4 separate regions of the Sus scrofa genome follow, and regions 1, 2 and 4 are each linked to region 3. Evidence: chromatin contacts called from public Hi-C, promoter capture Hi-C and targeted proximity ligation data. All regions are on one chromosome and are shown on one strand. The core of a region is the stretch at or near the end of the contact, and the rest is flanking DNA. Distances in the headings are between cores, read along the strand shown. Region 1 overlaps EXT1 (exostosin-1). Region 2 overlaps SAMD12 (sterile alpha motif domain-containing protein 12). Region 3 holds the start of EXT1 (exostosin-1). Region 4 overlaps EXT1 (exostosin-1).

The links. Promoter capture Hi-C pulls out the DNA fragments that hold promoters and counts their contacts. A called contact is a pair of places that touch in the nucleus more often than the background predicts.
Region 1: a promoter capture Hi-C map of liver shows a contact between it and region 3, with 7 times the contacts expected there. A contact is called at or near these places in 3 of 5 promoter capture datasets (fetal liver and liver), 7 of 47 Hi-C or Micro-C datasets (embryonic fibroblasts, fetal liver, fetal skeletal muscle and 2 more) and 2 of 2 datasets of targeted methods (alveolar macrophages and skeletal muscle).
Region 2: a targeted proximity ligation map of skeletal muscle shows a contact between it and region 3, with 3 times the contacts expected there. A contact is called at or near these places in 1 of 5 promoter capture datasets (liver), 6 of 47 Hi-C or Micro-C datasets (embryonic fibroblasts, fetal heart ventricle, fibroblasts and 1 more) and 2 of 2 datasets of targeted methods (alveolar macrophages and skeletal muscle).
Region 4: a Hi-C map of liver shows a contact between it and region 3, with 5 times the contacts expected there. A contact is called at or near these places in 4 of 5 promoter capture datasets (fetal liver, fetal skeletal muscle and liver), 28 of 47 Hi-C or Micro-C datasets (adipocytes, adipose tissue, alveolar macrophages and 15 more) and 2 of 2 datasets of targeted methods (alveolar macrophages and skeletal muscle).

What each region holds. Positions count from the first base shown.
Region 1 is chr4:20,785,057-20,790,479 of Sscrofa11.1, reverse strand. The region is part of intron 1 of EXT1 (exostosin-1); the gene reads right to left. Among named protein-coding and RNA genes, the nearest start is that of EXT1, 140 kb to the right of the region's middle.
Region 2 is chr4:20,408,543-20,414,565 of Sscrofa11.1, reverse strand. The region is part of intron 4 of SAMD12 (sterile alpha motif domain-containing protein 12); the gene reads right to left. Among named protein-coding and RNA genes, the nearest start is that of EXT1, 230 kb to the left of the region's middle.
Region 3 is chr4:20,642,615-20,648,480 of Sscrofa11.1, reverse strand. It overlaps EXT1 (exostosin-1), which reads right to left and starts at 3,479. Exons shown (of 11, transcript XM_001924980.6): 1 at 1,711-3,479. The coding sequence starts at 2,672.
Region 4 is chr4:20,873,380-20,879,484 of Sscrofa11.1, reverse strand. All of the region lies in intron 1 of EXT1 (exostosin-1), which reads right to left. Among named protein-coding and RNA genes, the nearest start is that of EXT1, 230 kb to the right of the region's middle.

The DNA of each region.
Region 1 (5,423 bases), core at 345-2,844, 140 kb before region 3:
GGGAATAGATGTTAGTTCACCAAAATAAGATGTGTAGAGACCTTTCCTGTCTGATTTAATTCTTCTTTCCAAATTCAATGACAGGAGGCAAAGGGCACCTTAAAGAATCCCAAGCATGTCCATTCAGGAAGGGTGTAAGCTTCCCACCAACAGAAATCTTAGGTTTACTCACTGGCACACTCCAGGTGCCTCAAAGAATGTCTCCTGGCACATAGTAGGCATGCACTCACTGTTTGTTGCATAAACAAACAAAGCAAAAGGAAGAGTCAGAAATAAGTGATTTCACGGTCATGAACTCTCAGTATCCTTCATGCTGGGCTTGAGACACAGGGTGTTTGAGAGTTAACTAGACTAGGGCAAGATATATCCAGCCAGTACATCCACTGGAACGTAAGGATAAAGAGAAAGACTGGTCTAAATGACATGCTGTTTTTCTTCAGTCTTGGGTACAGAATGATTTTGTAGTGGATTACAAAATGTCTGAGGTTCTAGGCATCAGTCTGCAGCATCAGAATATTAAAGATCATGCAGGCTGATTGCTACTGTTCAATTAACAACCTGGAACCAAGCAGTGCTGCCAATTCAGGGACTCCCTTGCCAGAAGCACGAAATATCTGTTTGGTTTTTCAATAGATACATGAAAAACAAGGGGAAATCAGGTCCAAAGACCACCAAAAATGATGCTGACATTTTGGGGTCAGAAGCCTCTGATTAAAGTCTCAAGGTCCTGCAGATTGATAATCATGCAATTCAGAAGCCCAAATATAGGAGTTCCCGTCGTGGCTCAGTGGTTAACGAATCTGACCAGGAACCATGAGGCTGTGGGTTTGATCCACGGCCTTGCTCAGTGGGTTAAGGATCTGGCATTGCCGTGAGCTGTGGTGTAGATCACAGACATGGCTCGGATCCCGTGTTGCTGTGGCTCTGGCATAGGCCAGTGGCTGCGGCTCCGATTGGACCCCTAGCCTGGGAACCTCCATATGCCGTGGGAGCGGCCCTAGAAAAGGCAAAAGACAAAAAAAAAAAAAAAAAATGTAGCCCATATACATCCCTTGGAATGGAAAGGGTAGTTTTCTAATACACATGGAGCAAGAATTTTTTTCTTCTTCTTCCCCTCGGGTTATCCTCAAGTTAGATAGAAACTGAGAATGCCCTAGCACGTTGCCAGCTACAGAATTGGCTCAGTACACACTAATCAGTGAATCTCTTGAACGCTTTCTCTAATACCCCCAAAGAAGTTAATTTTTCAGAATTAAAAAAAAAGGACTTTCTGTAACTAGTTAATTTTTAACCTAAGTGTGTGTTAACTATTCACACAAATGGTTCAGATACATGGCGTTAACTGGAAGCTTCTCCCATCATGAACAAAAGGGCAATGTCCAAATCTCTTATGTCCCAAAAAATGATTCTTTTTCACCACCGACCGGTCTGTAGCAGGGAAACCTTTGTAGAAATCACCTATTTTGCTAGTCAGCTCTTCAGGAACAAGTCTATTTCATAACTGAATTCTCTCTGAAAGGTAAAGGGTAATGACCACATGGGTGACACTGAAAATTCTCCACATCAGCACATTTGTCAACTTCATATCATCCTCACCATCGCAGTTTCAGAGAGCAGGATCAAATTCCAACACAGAATGAGATTTCTACCTGCCATATGCTACATGGGCTCAGAATTCCAAAGTTTAAAACATGCTCCCCTTGCTATTCAGACTATTCTCAATCAGCCATGACCCCAGCTGACACGCTAATAACGCCATCGAATCTTATCACTACTATACAATAAACATGTCTGGCTAAGTGCTTTATATACAATATTTCATTTAATCTTTACAACAAGGTGTGTTAATAGTAAAAGCCCCATTTCGCTGAGAAAGAAAGAAATGGAAGGTGAGAGGGGTTAGTGATACGGTGGAGGCCAGACAGCCAGTAAGCGTGGGACTGGGTTTCAGCTTTGGGATTTGTCTATTTCTGAAGTCAGGCTTTTGACTCTTCTCATGTACAAGGCCTTTCCCTTCTCACATCAGACATTTCTTCTTTCCTGTATTTAGTCAAGCCTGAAATATACCAATTCCACTTCTATCTAAATGCAAACAAATCATTCTCCATTTCGATGGAAGGAAAGATGGAAACAATTTTTCTTTAAGACTGAGGATAATATCCACTGATAATTTGATGATGAAATCTATTTTTCTTTTATCTTTGTGTTCATTTTTCAATCTAATACAGTTCACTTTGTCCCTTAAATAAGGTGTTCTACTGCTATTGGAAACCAATTTTCTCTCACGACGTTATTGCAATATTATCAGGAAACAGGCTACTTAAACAGCAGGTAATCTTTTATTTCATGCATAATTACCATGCACTATATTTTGATTTGATCCTAATGGCCCTAAGTACATTTTAAACAAACCCTCAACCTGCCCAAATGAAAAACATTTTGCTTCCTCGGTTGCACTTGTGTGGCGGTGATAATTAACACATCTTGGGAAATTCGAGCTACATCTGATTAAATCATAACACACCGTAAAGGTCTTTACAAATAATCCTTTGAAGAATCCAGCTGAGAAAATCATGAAAAGAAGAATTATGAGAAAGGAAGCCTCATTATAGTTTTGTGCCTGGCACTTAAAGGTGACCCTGCCAAGGTGAGTGTTTTGAATTCGGGTGATTTTCCCAGAATGCACCTCAATGTCTGAGGGAAGAGAGCTGTCTGGGTGACCACCTCCTCACTCGCAAACTCCACATTTCTCTTGGGTACCAGCTCCTATTTTTGTGCCTTTGTTCGGGCCAACAGCCAAGGAAATGCGACCTTTTCCTCAGACTAGAAACTTAAGCAGCAACAGTTATTAAATTTAAAAAAAAAAACCTCCTTTTGGAAAAAGAGACAATTTCAGGCTTCCACACTTAAATTTTTAACTTGGTTAACTTGGGGGTAATACGATTAAAATGAAAACATCAGAAAATATAGATATGAACTGAACAAACCAAATTGGGGGGGCAGGGGACTCAAACCCAGAAATTAAGCCTAGTTGTTCCTGCCAAAGGTCAAAAGTCAAATCAGAGGAACACTTCCGATAATTCACCACAACCAAACTTTCCATAATGGAGTGTCTGCCAATGTCATGGTGCTAAGAGCTACACATGCTCATAATTAAAGGCGACCCATTCTGCCTTAGGTAAAGCACTAGATACCTACTTTGAACTACCTACTGTGTCCAGTAATATGAATGGAGTGTGACTACAATATTGGGCACAGAAGGAGCTCAACATGATTGTTGAAAGATTATCTCTTCTCATGCACCAAACTATTTATTAAGCAAAAATAGGTTGTACATCATGGTGGTGAATAAACGGCGAAAATGCAAAATGCAGATCTAGTCCAAACACAATTACCATCTCTAATGGGAAGATAAGAGCAATGAAACAATTAGGACAAAACAAAGCAGCCACATTTTATTTTTCCTTTTTTTTTTTTAGGGCCCCACATGTGGCATATAGAAGCTCCCAGGCTAGGAGCTGAATCAGAGCTGCAGCTGCCAGCCTATGCGACTGCCACAGCAATACCAAATCCGAGCTACATCTGTGATCTACACCACAGCTCAAGGCAATGCCAGATTCTTAACCCACTGAGCAAGGCCAGGGGCCAAATCCACATTCTCATGGATAATAGTTAGGTTCATTACTGCTGAGCCACAACGGGAACTCCCAAAATAGCCACATTTATTATAGGAAGCCTTGGGGCGGGGTCCAAGCCTTCCAGGAGAAGCCCCATGATTTGGAATCCAAAGTGAAAATGCGAACAAGCAGGATCTGGTCATCGACCCCCACCGCAGAAGCATCTTTTGCACTATCTATGAGAATTTGTAAATAATGAAGTCAGTTGTACTCAGGGATGGGTTTCTTAACTGAATTGAACAGTTTTCCAAAGCAATCTCTTCCACCTTTTGTTTGGCCAACATTGCAAACTAAAAACATGCCAGCCCTCACGTGGACCTAAAGTGAAATGCCTCACATTGACACAGGCACAGGAATCCCAGGAACACACAGTGAAATTCCAGCTTAATCTTTATGGGGCTGTTTTAATGTACAGTTTCAGAAATCACCTCCAAAGACTGAAAAATCTTGCCTAATACATGCCTGCCAGTCTCCACCCCTCGGGTTGTGACAGGTGTGTGTGTGTGTGTGTGTGTGTGTGTGTGTGTGTGTGTGTGTGTGTGTGTGTGTTGGAAACCTTCTTAGCTAGCTTATTGAATCTTTCCACCTCCTACAGAGAACTCTGAAGAAATGCACTGTTTTTTTCAACATTCAAATGAGTGTGAATCAGAACGGCCGTTCTCACAGGACTCATCTTTTATGTGGCGTATAGGGTCACTGACAGGATTGAAATGGATCCAAGCCTCCTTGATTAGCTGATTTTTTAAAAGCCTGGAGGCAGTGAGCTACAGTGTGGAGAAGGGAGAACTGGTTCTCGTCTCTGCTTTACCTTATACAAGCCATGAGAATTTTAACCATGACTTAAACCCTCCAAACCACAGTTTTCCTTTTGTGTAAAGTGAGGCAAGAGAACCGGACACTCTACAGGCAAACTTCACAAACTGGTTGTCTGAAGACACAGTGGTTTAGCCATCCCTATAGCGAGAGCATTTTTATCCTGGAGCTCAATAAAGACGCTGTATCCCATAGTTCTCCAATGTGGGGCACCCCAGAAACTCCCAGAGGGCTTATACCTGGGCCCCCATCTCAGAACTGCAGATTTCGTTGGTTGGAACCAGGACTCAGGAGTCTGCATTTGCAGCAGGGGCCCCACGTCATCTCAAGGCACGTGGGTCATGGACCCCACTTGGGGAAACAGTGGTTTTCGCTGAAATGCTTGATGGTCTGGGTGCTTACATCAGTATTTAGCAATTGCAAGCCTGACTGAGATGGATCAAAATCCTTTGCAAGTCAGATTTAAAGGAAGTGAGAACTCACATGAGAGAGGGCATGCACAGAGGATTGCACTTGAAGAACAAGGGGCTCCAACTTTGCGCTTCCTGTTATGTACAGGCAGCGTAATCCTGGGCTAGCTCAAGTTTTGTTTTTGTTTTTTAATCTGAAGAGATAAATAAAGGTAGTAAGTCTTATCACACAGGATTCTAGGCTGGATGGATAAGGAACCTTGAGGGGTTACCTAGGGTGGTTCTGGGTTCAGCTGGCTTCAGAGAAGGTCCTCAACCCCTGTTCTGTCCTTTCCTGTCCCCATTCCTTCCTAAGGCACCCATTGCAGGGAGCTGGCCTGCCCAGCGCCCCCACATGTCCACCCTCCTATCCCCCCACCCCCGGTTTGCCTTCAGCTCCACAGAAACAGCAGAATGATCTTAATTCCCCTTGTTTGGAAAAGGGAGCAGCCTGCAACCACCTGCACTCATTTCAAATCTGACC
Region 2 (6,023 bases), core at 651-3,150, 230 kb after region 3:
TGAGTACAGTTTGGTAGCCCCCGCCAGAAGGTCTCTGTGGCCTCTTCCTGCTTGCGTGGGATATTACCACTGGGAGGGAAAATCAGGAGAAAAGAAACCATGAAAGGCAGTTTTGGAGGAGGGAAAAGAGTTTTAGGGGCAGGAGTTGTTCAGAAATAGAAATGTGCAATCTGGGGTGTGGGGCGCAGGTGCAAAGCATCTGCCTGCCAATCGCAGGCCCATCCTGGTTATCAGTGTGATGGAAGTCCAGGTGGAATTCTCTTTAGCAAATCCTGGCAGCTATACTGGGGACAGTCAGCTTCAGGAAGGGCCTGGCTAGGATCTAGGTGAGCAAAATCATGGGTTGACTCATACATGAACCTGGGAGTGAGGGTCTCCCTTTTGCATCAGGCACCTCATTTGCTTCACGCTAGTCCCAGCCCTGAAGAGGCTGCATTAAAGATGATGGAGTTGCAAGCTTGCTGCAATGCTGTCACCTGTACCAGAGGCCCCTGGGGCAGAGCCAGACTGGGTCTAATAGACCGGGAAATGCAGACCGATCAGCCCAGACTAGGCCAGGACCTCCATCGATTTGATCTACCAAAGGGTGTTTGGTGTGAAGGGGAGAGAAGCGTGGATCTGTGTTGGGTTTGCTGTGCAACTTTGGTCAAGGGGCTCAACCTCTTTCAGCTTGAAAATCTTTGCAGTGAGATCACCTTCTCAGCAGGGATGCTGTGAAAAGGGACAAAGCCTACGTGGCCACCTGGCACACAGTTTTCTGTCATTACATGGGAAGTCTTTCCTCCTTTCCAGCCTCCATTCTGCCTTGGGTGGCTGTCCAGAAGTGAAACAACCTAGGGACAGCAACCTTTGTGCCAAAAAAGGGATGTGGAAATCCGCATCCTGAGGCAGAGGAAGCCCAGCGGGTCTTGACTTGCCTCTGCGGCTTGCTGACTCACCGTTCCTTTCTCTTTTAACTCCTCGCATCCCGCTCAGGTTGGACCTGATGTGGGACGTGGATAGTACAATGCCAGGATCTTGCCCACCAGGAAGAACCTCCTGGTGCTGCTCTGAGGCCAAAGGTCCAGGCAAAACTATTAGGAACTCTTGTGTCACAGGCCTGCTTCGTAAAAGAATTAAAGCCACCGTTTACTTAAGTGAGTACCACGTTCCTGGCCCCATGCTGGGCACCTGGGAACACGGCCCAGGGCAGCCCTCACAACAAGGTCAGAGGCAGATACGACTTCTCAGTTCACAATGAGGGAGGAGAGGCTAGCGTGGCTCATTACTGTAGCCACAGCATAGGAACCAAGCCTTTTTCTGAGGTCTTAACCCCTCCTTACAACGGAAGGTTCATCACCCTGGAAATGCAAAAAATCCAAGAAGAAGAGTTCTTTATTCTCAGGGAGGCAGAGAGGAAACAGCGTGAGTAGGTGAATAATAGTGTAACAGTGCGAAGCAGCGCAAGCAGACAGGGACTCCTTGGGGCGGGAGCTTTGTTTTACACTCTCTTTTCACATCTCCATTTCCTAGTGCGCTGAACGGCTCTTAGCAGGAGCTCCTTCTACATGGGTCGGGATGTATACAAAGATAAGAAGTGTAAAAGTGGGTGGTCCAGATAGAGATGCTGCGGGGATTCGAGGTCCAGGGAGGTCCACCCGGGTACCAAGGAAAAGGCCAGCTTCCCAGAGGACAGAGTGGGACCTAAGCTGAGATGAGGAGAGGTCAGAGAGCCAAGAAGAGAGAAGAAACACACAAATGGAGGCACAATCTGGTGTAAACTCAGGGTACTGAGACCATGAGGCAGACGGACTGCTTAGTCAACTTGGCCAGCAGCCAGCTAAGCCAGTGAATAACTGGCGGGTTCTTGGTGGAGGCCTGCGTGTTATCTGGAAACAGGTCAACCGTGCCTGTGAGAACAAGTCACAGGAAAACAGTGTAGGCTGGTCTAGACATACAAGCCAGGGAAGTGAGTTGGAGCAGGCCGGGCTGCAGGAAGTTCAGCTCCCCACCCAAGGTGGAGGATATGCAAATATAACTTTTGGCAGCTGTGAAAAACACGGGGAGGGCAAGTCAGCCATGAAGAAGGTGGGGGCGGGGAGGGGGGTGCGGCGAAGGCACTTGGGGGAACACACGAGGGGGCTGATCACCCTCTTCATCTGGTTCTTCATGCATCGTAGCAGCCCATCTGCTCTCAGGGGACCCTCGGTGCATCTGTTTATTCTCTAGAATGAATTCAAGGAAATCTCATTTTCAAAGGGATAAGCCACAGGCTGGAGCCAGAAGGCTCGAAAAGCCTCCCTTTAGTGGGGCTGTCTAACTAGATAGCTAAAACATGTCCTCGGCACATATATGAGTTTATATAATACATTTTCATACAAATACTAATATAATGTAAAATACATTTATCATAAATAATTCTACCCTGGGCTCAAGAGCTAAGCCCCAAAAATGGAAGAACATGAAAGGTGGTTCTATTGAGGCTGCTGGTTCCTATCTTCCTGTTCCATCCAACTGTGCCAAAATTACGACGAAATCGCACCAGCCAGTTCTGCTCTGTCACTGTTTAGTTAATCTGTGTATTCCAGCCAGGAACAGAATCTTTACTTGGGCCTCAGGGACGCTAACATCTTCCACCCAGAAGCCCAGAGTGGAGATGTGGTGTGGTTTCTGCCTCTAGCTTGTGGGACCGAACAGCTCATCCTTGTCCGTACCATAAGCTGTGGAGCCCCAGTGAGCCCCAGGATGTTCAAAGGCATCCTGCAGGAATGGGTTTTCTGGTTGCAACAGGGGTCCTTAAGGACATCTCGGGTTTGGTGATTTGCTGGGGGCACCAACAGGACTTAGCACATAATTGTGCTCACAGCTATGACTTAGCACAGGAAAAGGATGCAGAGCGGGGTCTGCAAAGGGAAAGGCCCCTGGGGTGAAGTCTGGAGGAAACCAGGCACAAACATCCAAGCACCCTCTCCCTGTGCTGTGGAGTCAGGGCAGAAGATGCATTAATTCCTCTAGCTACGGGCTGTGATAACACGTGTGAAATGCTGTCTACCAGGAGCTCGTTAGAGACTCGCTACCCAAGGTTTTTATCACACAGGCGTCCTTGGTCGGGCATGTGCCAAAATTCCAGACTCTCAGAGGGAAAGCAGGTATTCAAGCATAAAAGCTATTGTTTGGACCAACAGTTTAGGCACGTGGGCTGTTCTGATGGGGGGTGGTGGGAACTCTCCTGGAAATCCGGTATGGGCCAACCTTGCAAGCAGCACCTTCTAAGAAAAGCAGTCTCAGCCCTGCCAAGCTAATTTTTCCCATACAATAGTCTGTTAAGTCGGAAAACTGTACGCCATGGTCACCTTTGGGAGATTACTAATACACAGGAGCACATCAAAGTGCTTTGAGGAGTGTATGTTAGCATCAAAGACTGTTTTTAAATTTTAACCAACATTTCTCAAACCCATTTGACCAGTATCCTTAAAAAAAAAAAAAAATACTTATTACCTCCTTTTGGAGACCAGCACTCTACAGAATATGATTTGGGAAATCCTGGGCCAAGTGTATGAACCCGCATCACTTCTCTGGCCTTAGCTTTCACCATTTATTAAACACAATACTAACACCAGCTGGCCCTTACATTGCTCTTACTGTGTGTTAAGAGCTTTTTATACAATAACTCATTTAATCAAATAAGAGGTTGGAAGAGGCAACCTCTAAGCAGAATACCGCAGCACAGCAGGGGGATACAGTGCAGACACTGAATTATGGCCCGAGACAGTGTCCTGGCTTTGCCAGTTAGCAGCTGTATGAAAAGTTGTTTCACCTTGGTGTGCCTTGGTCCCTTCATCTGTAAAAGGAGAACGTGCCTGATACATAGAAAGCACTACACATGTGCTTGTTGCCTTTTTTTAAGTAAATGAAGGTCTTTCCAGCTCAAGCAGTTGTGTTCCATTGCACTAAGCCCTGAACCACAGAGAGGCACAGGCAAGAGACTCTGGTGGCTTCAGAGACCCAGGAAGGGGATGGCCCTGAGGGTGACCTGAGGGAACCAGAATGGCCCCTGGTGGAGCTCGGTCTACGTCCTAGGAAGCTGTGACCCCCAACACCACTCAAAGCCAGGGCCTAGGCCAGGGAGTAGACGCAGAGCGATACTGGCCGAGAGGCCCTATTAATTTCCTGGGAGTCTAGGATGGAGGCCAACAACATAAGCGATCTGCTTTTGATTGTAAATAGAGCAAGACTCCAAACAGCCTTCAATTAAACCTGGCGATTTCATCCATATGGTTGAAGAAAGGCACCTCATGAGAAAACCCCTTCTGAATTGAGAACTCCTACAGATCTCCGTGATGGAAAGAAGAACAGGGACGGATGCCAAATTGAAAAATGACAAACTCCCAGCAGGAAAAAGCCAATTTTTAATATGCCTTAACACTTTTTCTTTCTCCCCTTCTCAAGCTATCTCTAGTTGAGGAATGTTCCATACAACTGAATAATCCTTCATGGAGATGGATGACGAGTCAGCAGTGTCATTCCGGAATGTGAAGGACAGTGACATATTTTGCAGCGAGTCGAGAGGGATACAGGTGGGTGTCAAGAGTGTGGCGTGTGGAGCGGGCTAGGACCCCTCAGTGTGCTTGGGGGTGCTAAAATCATTGTTGGAATAGAGAATTTTGCAAGGGCTCCGTGAAGAGACGAGCTTACTTCTCTGAGGCAATCCCGGGTTAGTCATACCCTGATTGTTGGCACAGATAATTCCTTGTGGCTGTTTTCCCAGGACGCATCTCTTTTTTGAAGTCAGAACCGAGCACATTCCACCCACCTTCACAGTGCCATCCACACCCATCTATCCCTAACTAACTAACACGGAGCACAGCGCTCGGCTCACTGTCAAGGCTCAGAACCTGTGTGTTGAATAAAGTCATTCGTTCACAGACCCTTCAGTTTTAAATATCCAGCCTTTGCCTTCTTGCTTAGCAACAGCTGATGCGTCCAAGGTTTCTTCCTCTCTGAATCCAGCCTGCCTCCTCTAGGCAGCACCGAGTCTCACGTCTCATGGGACAAAGTGCTTTGTGGGTAATAGGAAGAGTGACCTTTGTAGGAGCCTTTACTTTGTTTCAGGCACAGCTCCAGCACCTTTACATGTATCAGCTCTTAACTCCACACAACCACCCATAGCGTAGGCCCTTTTTACCCCCTGGCTTTTATCCGAGCAGGGCAATGGAGCCCAGGGGAGAAAGGAACCTGCCAGAGCTTCCACAGGAAGTGCAGACACCGCTCCTCAAGCTGCCTCAGTCACAGCCTCACAGTATTTACCATCCCATTGTGGCTTCTGGACCAACCGTTCACAGGTCCACGTCAGTGCTGGCCTGGGGCCATCTGTGATGGGGCAGGGCTGTTCCTCACCTAATCCCTCAATCCATAGAAGAGGCTGAACAAACCACAACAACACAACTCAAACACTGGAAAAATACAGCCCAGGGTTTTGTGGTCAGATAGATCTGGGTTGAGTTTCACCCTCTCCAGGTTCTAACCTTATCACCTTGGCCAAGTTATTTCTGTTTCTCAGAGAGTCAGTGTTCTCTCTGTAAAATGGGAAGCTACTGTATGGAAGCTATTTCTTGGTGCTTTTGAGAATTAAATGAGTTAAAGGACATGAAGTGTTTTTTCAAGCATCTAACGGAGAACTTAAGTAATAGTGTACTCATCTAAAGGTCCCTTTGATAATCATACTGCCCAGTATTTGCCTGAGGCCTGGTGGGTGTTTGACCAATGTCTGCTAGATGAGTGGATACAGACACACCTTGCTTGGGGGTCCAAGGCAATGAGACCCACACAGAGAGGCTAGCTGTATTTTGTTTGGTTGCTTCCAAATGGATCTTCCTATTTCCAGGACGCAAGCTTCGTGAAACATAAATAGATTGGTGCCTAGGTTCTTAAACCTGGTACCAAAATAGCTACATTCACTATGAGAAACCTGCCTGCCTCTTACAAGCTAGTCCTTCCAGGTTTCACTTTTCTTGGCATCATTCTTAGTTCTGATATGTTTCTTC
Region 3 (5,866 bases), core at 2,230-4,729:
TGAAAGGTTAGACTTCATCTCGAGTTACTCCACCATAAACCAGACAAAGAAATTCCTCAAAGGCTATAAGCATTTTTTCCTACAAGCACCCACAGGAATAGGTCAATGTAAATGTCGTTTAAACAAAGCATTCATTACCAACCACAGTTTGCTTCTGTTGTGAGAAAATTTTAATCCATTGCCACTGCACCCATCACTGGCCCTGAAGCAGAGTAAAATGTAGGTTCATAATTGATCCTACAGCCTTGGGCTTTTCTTACGCTTGAAAAGCGAGAGGTGTTGGGGGTTGGGAAGTCCCAGTGTTGGATATTTTCTCCTTCACCATCTCTGATCAAGTACAGGAGGACTTTAATTTCCCTTCCAATCTCTCCTACAGAGGCCCAAGTGTCTGAGGAAATCCACAGACAACAATCAAACCTTTCACTTCAGGGCCGTTTCCCCACCATGCCCCTTCCTGCTCCAATCAGGTCTGCAAAGCGTTTCCCCTAGTCTGCATTTCATGAATCAATTGCAAAATCTGCCAACCTCTGCCAGTTCCTCTTGTACTCAGCTGAGAGGTTCCCCTTCCTTCCCTGGGTAGCACAAGGCTGCTCTGGGTTTTAACTGGCGTAACGTGGAAATGCACTGTAGGAGCTCCCTAACTCTTTCACAGCCAGACAGAAGTGAGAGTCTGGGGCTCACCACCCCATCCACGAGGAAACTGACCCTCCAAGCTCAGGTGAAAGCAGATTCCTGGAAACCAGTTTTTGATCCCAAGTCCAGTGTGTCAGTTGCTGTCACTGGGAAGGAAAAGGAAGAGAGAGAAGGGCTACAAAGTATCCAACTCAGTTACTTAGCAACTGGACAAAACTTGCTTCACTCCACAGGGTAAGGAGGCATCTCAAGCCCATTCAGAGAGTAACAGACTCCGTTTTACATGCAAATCAATAAAGACAAAGGGAAAAGGGAAAGCTAAACAAGCAACTGCAGTTTGCAGCCCTGGGGCTTAGGCCCAGATTTAAAAAATTGCTTCTCCTAGGGAGGGGGTAGGATATATTTATACAAACATATAGGAATGAATGAATGAATGAATGCACTCATGCATGCAAGATCACAGGCCCCAACCAGCTAACAGTCTCCCTTCATAAAAAGTCAACACCATCTGGGAGTAAGGAAGAGACAGGCACAGAAAGTTGAGTAGCTAAAATTAAAGCACTTCCACTGCTAACACAAATTTAAGGTTCACGGAAAGAATCCAATTGGAGGGTGGGAGAATTCCAGGGAAAGCAGTTCCCCCTGCTCGTGAGAAATGCAAATAAAGCATCAATCTTGGGGGAAGGTCTCCACACTGTGGATGGATTCAGAGCCTCTGGGGTCCTTAGACCTTCTCACACAAAACACCCTCCCCGATGATCCATCGGTGAAGCGCCGCTTCCAAACTTGGATCAAACCCACACGCTTCAGAGGAACCACATCGCCCTGAAAGTTTTCCAGGCAAGAGAGAGACACTGTCACCTACTTGGCCCAAGAAAGTGCTCCAGGCTTTCCCGTTAGCCTGAGGAGCTCACACCCTTGGTTCTCAGCTCCTGGCCACACGCACCTGCACCGGGTGGTTGAGTCCCAGGCTCAGAGCAGGAGGAAGAGCACAGGAGGGTTCCTCTGCCCCATTCCCAGCCCCCCAAGCCTCACACCTGGACCAGGTGGGCAGGGCCCGACCCCCGAGCCACTTACTTCTCATACTCGGTGTTGTCTCGGTCACAGCGAGAATCCTTGTGCTTTTGCCAGTCTTTGCCATGCTTGCAGGTGGTAAGAAGCACGACGTCCTCCCCGTTATGGACGTGATATAAGGCATTCCTGGTGTCTGACCCTATCCCTGTCAGGTACCTCTTCCCCTTGAATACCAGCATGTACTTCCTGAGAGGAGGGATGGTGTTAAACTTTAAAAACCCCCTCTCCCCTCCTGTCCTGGGATGATCCTTAGAAAAGAGGGGAATAGAAACATCAAAGTTGGGTCGGAAGTTTTCAGTACTGATGCTGGCTTTGGCCAGCATCGCCTGGCCGATGTCAAACCCCACGTCCTCAGTGTAGTCAGGCCAAGTGCCGGAATATAAATTAAAAATTAAATGATTCCTACCATTGTTCCACAAGTGGAGACTCTGCACTTTGGATTTCAAATTGTGCACATACTGAGGTGACAACTGGTCTCTGTCTAAAGTATCCAGACTCAGGACAAAGAGGCACGCCTGGCTGGGGTCCGAGGTGTAGAACCTGGAGCCCTCGATGGCCGCTAGAATGTTTTGGTAACTTTCGGCGATTTTCTCCCCTTTTTGCTGCGGGTATACGTACACTTTGAAGCCGTTTTTCTTGCAAAGGGTGAAATCGAAGCAGGACTCCATGCGGCACTTCTTGCCTTTGTAGATGCTCGAGTTGGCATCTCGCTTCTGCCGGGGGGAAGTGTGCACGTTGGAATCCTCGTTTTCCAATTGATCCCAAGGAACGAAGGGGCGCAGAGCGTCCGGGAAGCGGGGCCAGAAATGATCCGGACTCGGGTGGTGCAAGCCATTCCGACCGCTGTGCTCTTCTCTCCGGCTGTGGCTTCTCGATGCCCTAAACTGCAAGCCTCCGAAATAAAACAAAAGGGCGAGACAAGAGCCAGCTGAGAGCAGGATGAAATAGCGTTTTTTGGCCTGCATGTGTCCTGCCTGGGTCAAGAGGATTGTAAATAAACACAAGAATCACCCAAGTTTCCCAATCAACACTTTCAGCTCCAGTCCGCCATCTTCCCGCCTGTAAAGACTTCAAACTCTCCGCTCCCACCTTCTCTGGATGCCTTTCCCCAAGCCGTGGACTGATCCAGCGCATGTGGGCGATTTCTTTAACTTTCTCCCCTTCGGTCTTTCATCTTTGGGTTGCACAATGGACAGGCGAGAGCGGGGCTGAATATTTCGCACCCAGGGCGGGCGAGCAGCGGACTGTAATTTTCTTGCATGCAACAAGACGAAGGAAAAGAAAGAGAGGGGGGAAAAAAAAAAAGCTCCCGATGCCCAATCAATGGCAAGACGAAGTGATTTCCTTGCCTCTCGGATTCCTCTCGGCAGCGTGGAAAACGAGCCCCGGGAAAGCAACTTCAACTCATCCACACTCCCGTGCAGAGCACTCGGGTTCCAACAAGTCAGCCGATCCCCGCGTTCAGCCGGCTAATGCATCTTGCAGCTGGGGCGCCGTAACCTCACAAATCCCTGCATCTCTCTTTATTCCCTTCTGCAGCGGCTCCAAGACTCCGGCGGTGTTTACTCCTGCGCTCGCGGGGCCGGCCCCCGGGACGCGCGGCGGCCCGGCTGGAGGCGGCGGCGGCGGCGGCGCTGGGTGACGGCGGCGGCGCGTCCTCCCCGCGGGCAGTGCCGGCCCCGAGCGGCGCTTCGCAGGCCCCCGCGCGATCGCTGCCGACCGCCGCGTTCGGTCGCCGAATGTTACCCGGTTCTGAATGTTACACTTACACATTCCATTCCCGACACGACAGCGCTGACCTCATCCATCCACGCAGCCCGCGCTGCCATTGGCCGAGCGTCACGTCCGGGGGGGGCGGTGCTTCCGCTGCGCCCATTCATAACCCCCGGCCACCGGCCGAGGCGCCGGCGCGGCGCGGGGGGTGCAGGCGGCACCGGGGTCTCGGGGCGTCTCCGCCGCTGCCGGGCGGGCGGAGCGCTGGGCTGCTGGGTGCTAGCCCCACGGCCCCTCGGCGCTCCGCGACCGGGACCCCGGGGTGGGCCGTACCGCCTCCTGCCGCCGCGCCGGGAAGCAGCGCCTCCCAGAGGCGCCCGTGGGCGGGCGGCTGCCGGGAAACCGGGAAGCGGCCGGCGCTTCTCGGGCCCCGCTGCTCCGGCTTGCCCCGGGCGCCCTCGAGAATCCGGTCTGCTCGGCTGCCTGCCGCGAATGCCTCCCCGAGCGGCCGGCAGGGAGTGTGCGGGTTCCTGGAAAAGGATGCTCGAAAATTGAAGCCGTGGAGCGAGGCGGAGGGATGAGGGAGGAAAGAAAGACTTCAAAGAAAGCGTTCGCGGACCAGAAGGACGCCTCTCTCCGCCCACCTTCCACCCTCTGAGGCCCAAAATGCTTCCTTCTTACGAGCGGGTCCTTATTCCCTACAGAACCCATCCTTTTATTTTTTCTTTCCCAGGGAAATCTCCCAACCCTCAAGAGTAAAGAGGAAATTTTACAATCAAGAGGAATAACTGCAGTTCCTCATGTCTGTACTGAGACACCCACCCCAAATCCTCAATAACTTCGCCGCATCCTTTCCTCACTCCCCGCTGCCCCTTGTCTATTCTGTAGAAAGCTTCTCCAAGACTTCCAATCACAGTGGGGGAAAAAGAGAAATTCTAGTAGCTGAGGAGAACGTGGTTGGTTTAAGCCCATCCCAGTACCGAAAGGGACATTATTCTTTCTGTGATGGTGGGCTGGTGGTTTTTAAGGAGCTGTCGCTTCAAGATGGATGAGTAGTAGATCAGCCAATTGTCCCAGCTGTGGAAGAGACATTTGAGGCAGGAAATGACCTTACTGACCACTAGTTCAAGATGGCTGGTCCTTCCTTCAACTGCCTTCCCACACCCCAGCCCCAAGCTCCTGCTACCCCCAGGGAACATCACTGGACAATTCGCATAAAGACCGAGAGTCCCTCTAAAGGTCCTCTGAGACCACAAAGATGTGCTAGTTCCCAAACAGTATTTCTGGTCAAGCCAAGCTCCCTGGCCTCAGAGCCTGGATTCTGCTTTTCAGAGAACACCTCCCACCCTCTTCCCCAGCCTAAAGTCGCATGGGTCTGGCCAAGCTGGACAAACAGTTGCCTAGGGCAGCAAGCTGTTTAGTGATTGTTTATTATGGGAGTGACTGCGAGCTAGGGACAAACACTTCCCAGCTTCCCCGAGGCTGCAAAAGATTCCAGCGGGTGTGGACAAAGAGCATAGTTCTAACAAGGCAGGGTAGAATGATAGAGTGGAAAATTTTAGACATTTGTTGTTTCAGATTCGTTTTTAATCAAGGGGGAAGGGGCCTGGGTGGGACATCACTGTACATTCCAGAAGTCTCTCCCTATAGCCGGCCTGCCAAAGATGAGGTAGGTTTTCCAGATTGGACTTGTACCCCCGCACAACTTGGACAGGCCTGGGACAGAAATGAGGTTTCAGTAATCTCCCAAACACAATGACAACATGACAACAAGGCAGATAAATGCAGTAATTGAAACCACATGTGACCCAAAGCTCTCCCTCCAACCCCCCGGGTGGCTAGGAGCAGTCATCCAAGGCAAGGATCCTTCTGCTGGGATTTTTTTTTTTTTTTTTTTTTTTGTCTTTTTAGGGCCGCACCCTCGGCATATGGAGGTTCCCAGGCTAGGGGTCCAATTGGAGCTACAGCTGCTGGCCTATATCACAGCCATAGCAACACGAGATCTGAGCTGTGTCTGAGACCTACACCACAGCTCACGGCAATGCCAGAATCCTTAACCCACTGGGCAAAGTCAGGGATCAAACCCACATCCTCATGGATGCTAGTCGGGTTCATTAACTGCTGAGCCATGATAGGAATTACCTTCTGCTGGGGATCAGAGTGCAGACTCTCTCAGGCCTGTGGAAGGCAGAGTTTAGGGGATTGCAGCCCCTCTATATCCTGACAGCTGTCCTGTGTGACCTTAGTGAGAGCCAGCTACTATTCTTGCTCTTCTGTGTCTCTTTCACACTTTTCTTGTCTCGATTAACCATTACTGACTCCCTCATCCCACGCCCCAGGGTTACCCAGCCCTACTGTTGCATTCCATAGTGGTGTGTAACTGTGAGAAAAACTTCAGTACTGAAAATAAGAGAAAATGTGGATTCAGACCCCATATCTGTCATGG
Region 4 (6,105 bases), core at 2,560-5,059, 230 kb before region 3:
GGTATCCAGGCATGGAAGCTAAGACATAAATCATTTATTGACAAAGGGACCATTTGTCATTTTAAAATAATTATGTTTCTTTAAGCAAACCGACAAATTCCATCTTCCCCAATTTACTTATTGAGCCTTACAGGCAATGTTAAGTCCTGAGTTGTGTGTGTGTGAGTGTGTGTGTTCTTCCTAGAGGAAGAACCAAAAATGGGTGTGATGCCCACATCTCCTTCAGGTGTCTTGCAGCCAAGGTGTTCTCCAAATGCTGCAAATCTGGTCATCGTTACATACACGAGGAAAAAGACATAGTCAAAGCTGGTGTTAAATCACAGATTTTAACCTGCGGACACGAGTGTGAAACCCTTCACTTCAAATTTGCAAAGCCCACACGACAGAGTGTGTGCAACCCTGATGAAAATTTAGACACTAGAGATGCAAAAGGTGTGCTCCACATGCAAACCATGCTTTAGTGTTAATTCTCTTGCTGGCAGAATAATAATGTGTAATAGAATCTCCAGGCTCAGCTGCTTTTAAAGAGGTTGGCTGGGGAGCATTAGCAGTGTGGGGCATTAGCACGCACTAAGGGTGCAGCCACCTGATGCAACCAGTAGATGGAGCACATCCACATGGCAAGTGTCCCCACTGAACTTGCCTGATCAGAAAGGAGAATAGGTCCTGCTTCCTCCTCCTCAGCTCCCAACCAGATGGGCAAAAGGATACCAAAGAGAGCAAAGGAGAACATGGCTCAGCTCTAAAAGGCATCTGATTATCTCCCTGACTTCTCTTCCGCTTCCATTACAAGATAAATAAAAGGGGTGGAGACGAGTGGAATGGGGGGTGTAGGGGGGAATCAGGGTGGGCCAGCTCAGAAGAAACCCACCTTGAATAAACTCAATAAAGCACATCAGCCAGCCAGTCACTTACTCTGGAGAGATACTTACTGAGTGCCTACTATGGGCTGGCACTTCGCCAGGCTGGACACTGGCTCTACAACAGGGGTTCAAACAGAAATGAGATGTGCTCCTAGGAGTTCTTCACCTGTCACGGGATATAGACCCTGAAGAAATGCAAAGGGTCATTTGCAGCTACACACCCTCATAGGACCTAAAGAGCAGGGGGCCTTAGCATGACTATGGAGGTCAAGACTGAGTCACGCATGCTGGTCAGGGAAGCCCTCTTTGAAGAAGCAACTTTGACGGGGCCTGAGAGCTGAAGAGAAGGCAGCTTCCTAAAGAGGGGGTGGGGAGTTGGGTCTGTCTGTGCAGAGCTCCAATAATCTGGAGCATTCCTGACATGCTCAAGGAACAAGGGAAACCAAGCCAGTCTGGGTGGTGGTGGAGGGGGAAGTGGTAGCAGAAGAAGGATGGTAAACAATACAAGCAAAGTCACTGTTCTGATAGGGCAGTGGGGTCCCTGGACGTGGTACATGCTCAAACCCTCCAGGGCAAGAACACACACAAAATTACATAATGCTTAATTTTCCAGGTGCTATTTGAAATCCCTTATGTGTATAATCTCCATTTACTTCTCAAAATAACCCTAAAAAGTAAGCACTGTTATTGTTTATTAACACCCTTCGAGATGAGGAAACGGAAGCACGAAGAGGTTCAGTGACTTGCCCACAGTCACATAGCTACTTACGTGCCATAGCCTAGATGGAACCCCTAGTCCTCTGAATCAGAGGGGCATCCTCTCAGCTTCTATAAGAATTCTCAGAAGCATCATTTTATTATGATGATTCTGTATGACTATGTATATTTTGATATGAGCATGATAAGTTTGGTTTTTTGGGGTTTTTTTTTTTTTTTTTTTTTGGTTTGGGTGGCAGAGACATAGGGCCCAAATAAGAAATCTACAATTTGGCAATGAATATAAGGCCAGACAGACTTATCCTATCCTGGTAATCAAGCACAATTGTGTACCCCAAGTCCTGCCAGATGCCAGCTTCCTCTCGAGTCTGGGTTCTGTACCCAGGCTCCCCAAAGGGCTGTAAATCAGTGGCGTTGGACAGCTCCACAAAGTTTCAAACAGATGTTCATCCTGTGCTTACTCGCCCAGGCTCCAGATGGCTCCGGGTCCCGGCTCCTTCCTCCCGCAGGCCCTCAAATCATACTTCAGACATGTCAAGAATGCAGGCTGAGGAAGGAGGATGAAAGACGTGGACCTGCTGGGGTTCTTTAAGAAGGTCTGTAGCATCCGGCAGTATTTCATATACCCATGGAAGGAGCGCAAAGCCAAATCAGCATAAATCACTGCCAGCCTTTACTACCTGGATACAATTTTCCAGAAGATGAAGTTGTCATACGTGTGGCGGAAAAAGTTTCTGCTGCCAGTCAGCCAGGGCCTGCACCAATTTATTCCAACCTCTTCCACTGGCAACCAGTTGCAGAGGATTTTGCTACACTGACACAATAGCAAGACAATTCCATACCTACCCATCCCCTCAAAAGGGAGGAGTAATGCTGAAAATATGCCACCATTCCACCAAAATGTTGAAAAAGGAAAAAAAAAAAAAAAATCCGTAAGGACATGTTTCAAACCTAAAGCAAGACCATAAAACCTGTTTTAAACAATTCCATTCTTTCCCAGTCCAAGGAACAGGTTTACATATTTTTCTTCTCCCCAAATTACAAGCATCCTTGACATGATCAAGTAATTGGTGCACACGAACGCAGAGGACAGCGCTGTGGGTTTTCTTTGGGGCCGTCTGCAGAGGTTTCCTACTTCCCTCTCTCTTCTCCAAGGATACAAGGACCTTTCAAAAGACAAGAAGCTGGGGGTTCTTTTATAATTTTCATGCCTCTAGCATTCACTATTTGTCTGCATAAAAGATGAACTGCCATGACGAAAGCCCAAACGGACATCTGAGAGCCAGAATGAACGGCCTGAGAGGTGCTGGCACTTCTCTGTCCCACGCAAGCCTTTGCTGAGTCCCGCTGGAATCCCTTGTCCATTTCACTTCCTATTTCTCTGCCTTTTCCTGGAGCCCAGGAGGCTCAAATCAAACCTCGCTTTATCCACAAGCAGTGATAAAGAGGAGCCTATCAGATCATTTTCCCTTCAGTGGTATCTAGGCTTTGTGATTACGGAGCAAGAAAAATATCTAATGGCCTTACTCAGAAATGACTTCCTTTTGTCTTGTTCGTTAGGAAAACTTCCTCTATTTCTTTCATCCCTTTTGGACCCTAGGAGGACGGAGTATGAAATACCCATTGTTCCCTATCTACCACAGTCTACAGACAGAGATAATTATAGGTAAGGTTATTTATTTCTGACTGTCAAAATGCACAGCAAGGCTTGCAGGGAGCAGGTATTCGAAATGCAGCCTATCTAGGGCTGATGGCATTAATCGTATAAATCGTGTAAATAACCAGGTGCCTGTACACACCGAATGTCTAGAAATGCATTTGGGCTGACAAATGTTTACACTGAGTTATATTGCTTTAATTTACCCTCAGTGGGAGGGGGCGTGGGCAGAAGGGGTGGGCCATGTCACATTAATAAAGGAAGGGGGTGTTGCAGCTTTTCATTCCGTACAAGTTTCCCTTCCTTATATAAATCCCAAATGTCCCCAAAGTTAAGTCGTTTAAAACTGACAACTAAAAACATGGTATTCAATTATAAATAAAATATACTTTTCATTTAAGTAGTGACCCTATGGCACAGACGGCTGATGAAAAAACGGGGGACCAGGGAGGTTCGGTCATTGTTCAAGGTCATACAACGGGTGAGGATCACACTGGCCAGGATCCGTCCAGCTCCAGAGCTCAAAATTAACTGCTACCGAGGGCCACGGCTTTGCCTAACTAGCCAACTATGTACCAAATATTTACCCAATGGAGGGAACGCTATCAATCCTACTGCCCCTTAGAAATAACCAGAGGTGGCTGGTGCTCAGGGAAGCCAACTTTCAGGTATAAGGGGTAATCATTTATTCAAAACCCGGCTTTCAATCAACATTACATAAACCCATATTCTTATCCGTTGTTGGGGGGGGGGTTATTTCTCAATAGTACATGATTAGCCATTCTTGGAAATGATTCTGCGGGCTGGCAGAAGTTTTTTGTGGGTCGGTAGATCTTTCTGAGACTATTTCTAGGCTGTATGAATCTGTGTCTAGGAATTTGTTTCCGTGGCCTTCCAAGACATGAAGTGCATTTTTGCTTTGTTCACAGATAACTTTTTTCTTACTACTTGGCAATGAAACCGCTTCTGAAAATACAAATGACCCTGAAAATGTCCCAAGGGCATTCAGTTTACTTTCCTTACCTCGAATCCACTCCTCTTTTAAAAAGAAACCTTGGGGAAATTTATAGGCCAGAAAGATGGGTGGAAAAAATGATGTTATTTAAATGCAAAATCATTCCATTGCTCTGTGTGTGTGTGTGTGTGTGCGCGCGCGCATGTGCGCACACGCGTGCGCACGTGCACACGATGGGAGAGAAGGAGGAAAGTTGAAACGGGAAGTGGGGGGTGTTGAGGAAAATGTCCATCTCCATGGGAGATTCAATTTGGTGGCTCCATGGAGACAAACCAATTAGTATGGATTGTCAAGGTGTTTTGTATGAGTTGGCTACCTGCCCATTAAGAATTGGAATGGGATTAACTAGCTCATTCCAAACACTCCACCAGACAGCAAAGGGTCATATGATAATGACTTTCAGTCACCAACACCATGGCTGGCTGGATGGAAGGCTTGGAGTTTTACCTTTAACACTCTTCAGAGACCCTCCCTCAAACCTACCCACTTCCTGTAAACATATCTTTTTCTTTTCTTTTTTTTCCCTTCCCCGCCTGGCTTCAATTTTTTAAAAAGCTCTTTGCTAATTGGGCGGCTGTATGTTCATTTGAACATAAACACACTATTAACCAATCAACCCCGTAATAACCAATTTGTCAGCTCTACCATATCTATTTGCTGGCCTCCTCTACCGACAATCTTCAAAGCCCCGTGGTGAAACACACAACCACCCACTTGCAAGTTTAATTCTACCTGAGGTTCTAGAACCAGTCCATCTCTGAGAGAGAAGCCCAGAGAAGCTTGGGCTCAATAGCCAAGGATTCAGCATATAACCAATGCCATTAGCCCTTTTAAGTATTTGTCTCTACTTCCTATAATGGGACTTTTCTGTCTTTCAGAAACCAAGTCCATACTTAATCTTCCAGGCTCAGGAACTTGGCTCCAAGGACCACCACTAGCCAGCAGCACCTCTGCCCACGCCCTTCTCTAGGCAAATAAGTTGCTCTCCCTAGACCAGGTCTAGGGAGAACCACCTCATAGAAGATGGCCCACGGTGGATTTCAGCCCAAGCATATGAGGCATCCCTGTGGGTTCAAACGCTAGAGGACTGCTGCATCCTTCCCTGCATCCCTTTCCCCTCTGCGGAGCTACCCAGCCCCTTTGGCATGGGTGGGACTGGTCCCCACTCCTAGCCTTAGAGGCAGCATGTGATAGAAGCATAAGCCATCAGCACATCAGCACATCCCTGGGCCACAATTTTTTAGGTATGGTGCTAGGAATCATTTAAGCCAATGTAGCTGCTTCCTCTGGTCAACTTTTAGTCGATGATGAGAGTCAATCGATAGAGGTAGGAAGAAAGTATGTATATCCTTCCACACATCCTCATTACCAAGTGGTCTCTTACAATGAAAACATGTTTCAGAGCAAATCCTAGAGTCCTGCCAACATACACCCTAGCCCAAGAAGCAGGGCCTGACACCAGTGTCAGACTGCATTAACGCTGATGGGAGATAGGCCAGCACCCTCCCAACAGCTTTGCTCCTAGACTTCTTCCACTTCACCTGCCCTGGGGCCGGCAGGTCCTCCAAGGTGCCAAGGGCCTGCCAAAAATCTCACTTTTTGCACAACTCTGTGTTCCCTGATGTGTGAGTTCTACCTGGCAGGCTGGACCTCCTGCCAGCATCCGCAGGCCGCCACCCCAGTGCGTAAATCTTTTCTCCAGGCCCTGTGCCTTCCGTCTGCTCTGTGAACCCAGCAACCTGTCCATGCCTGGCTCCACATCCAGAACAATGGGCAAGAACTTAAGAAAAGGGATGCAAGCTGCCAATCCACAGCCTTCCAACAGAAATTCTAGGAGGTGAAGAGCCTGGGTC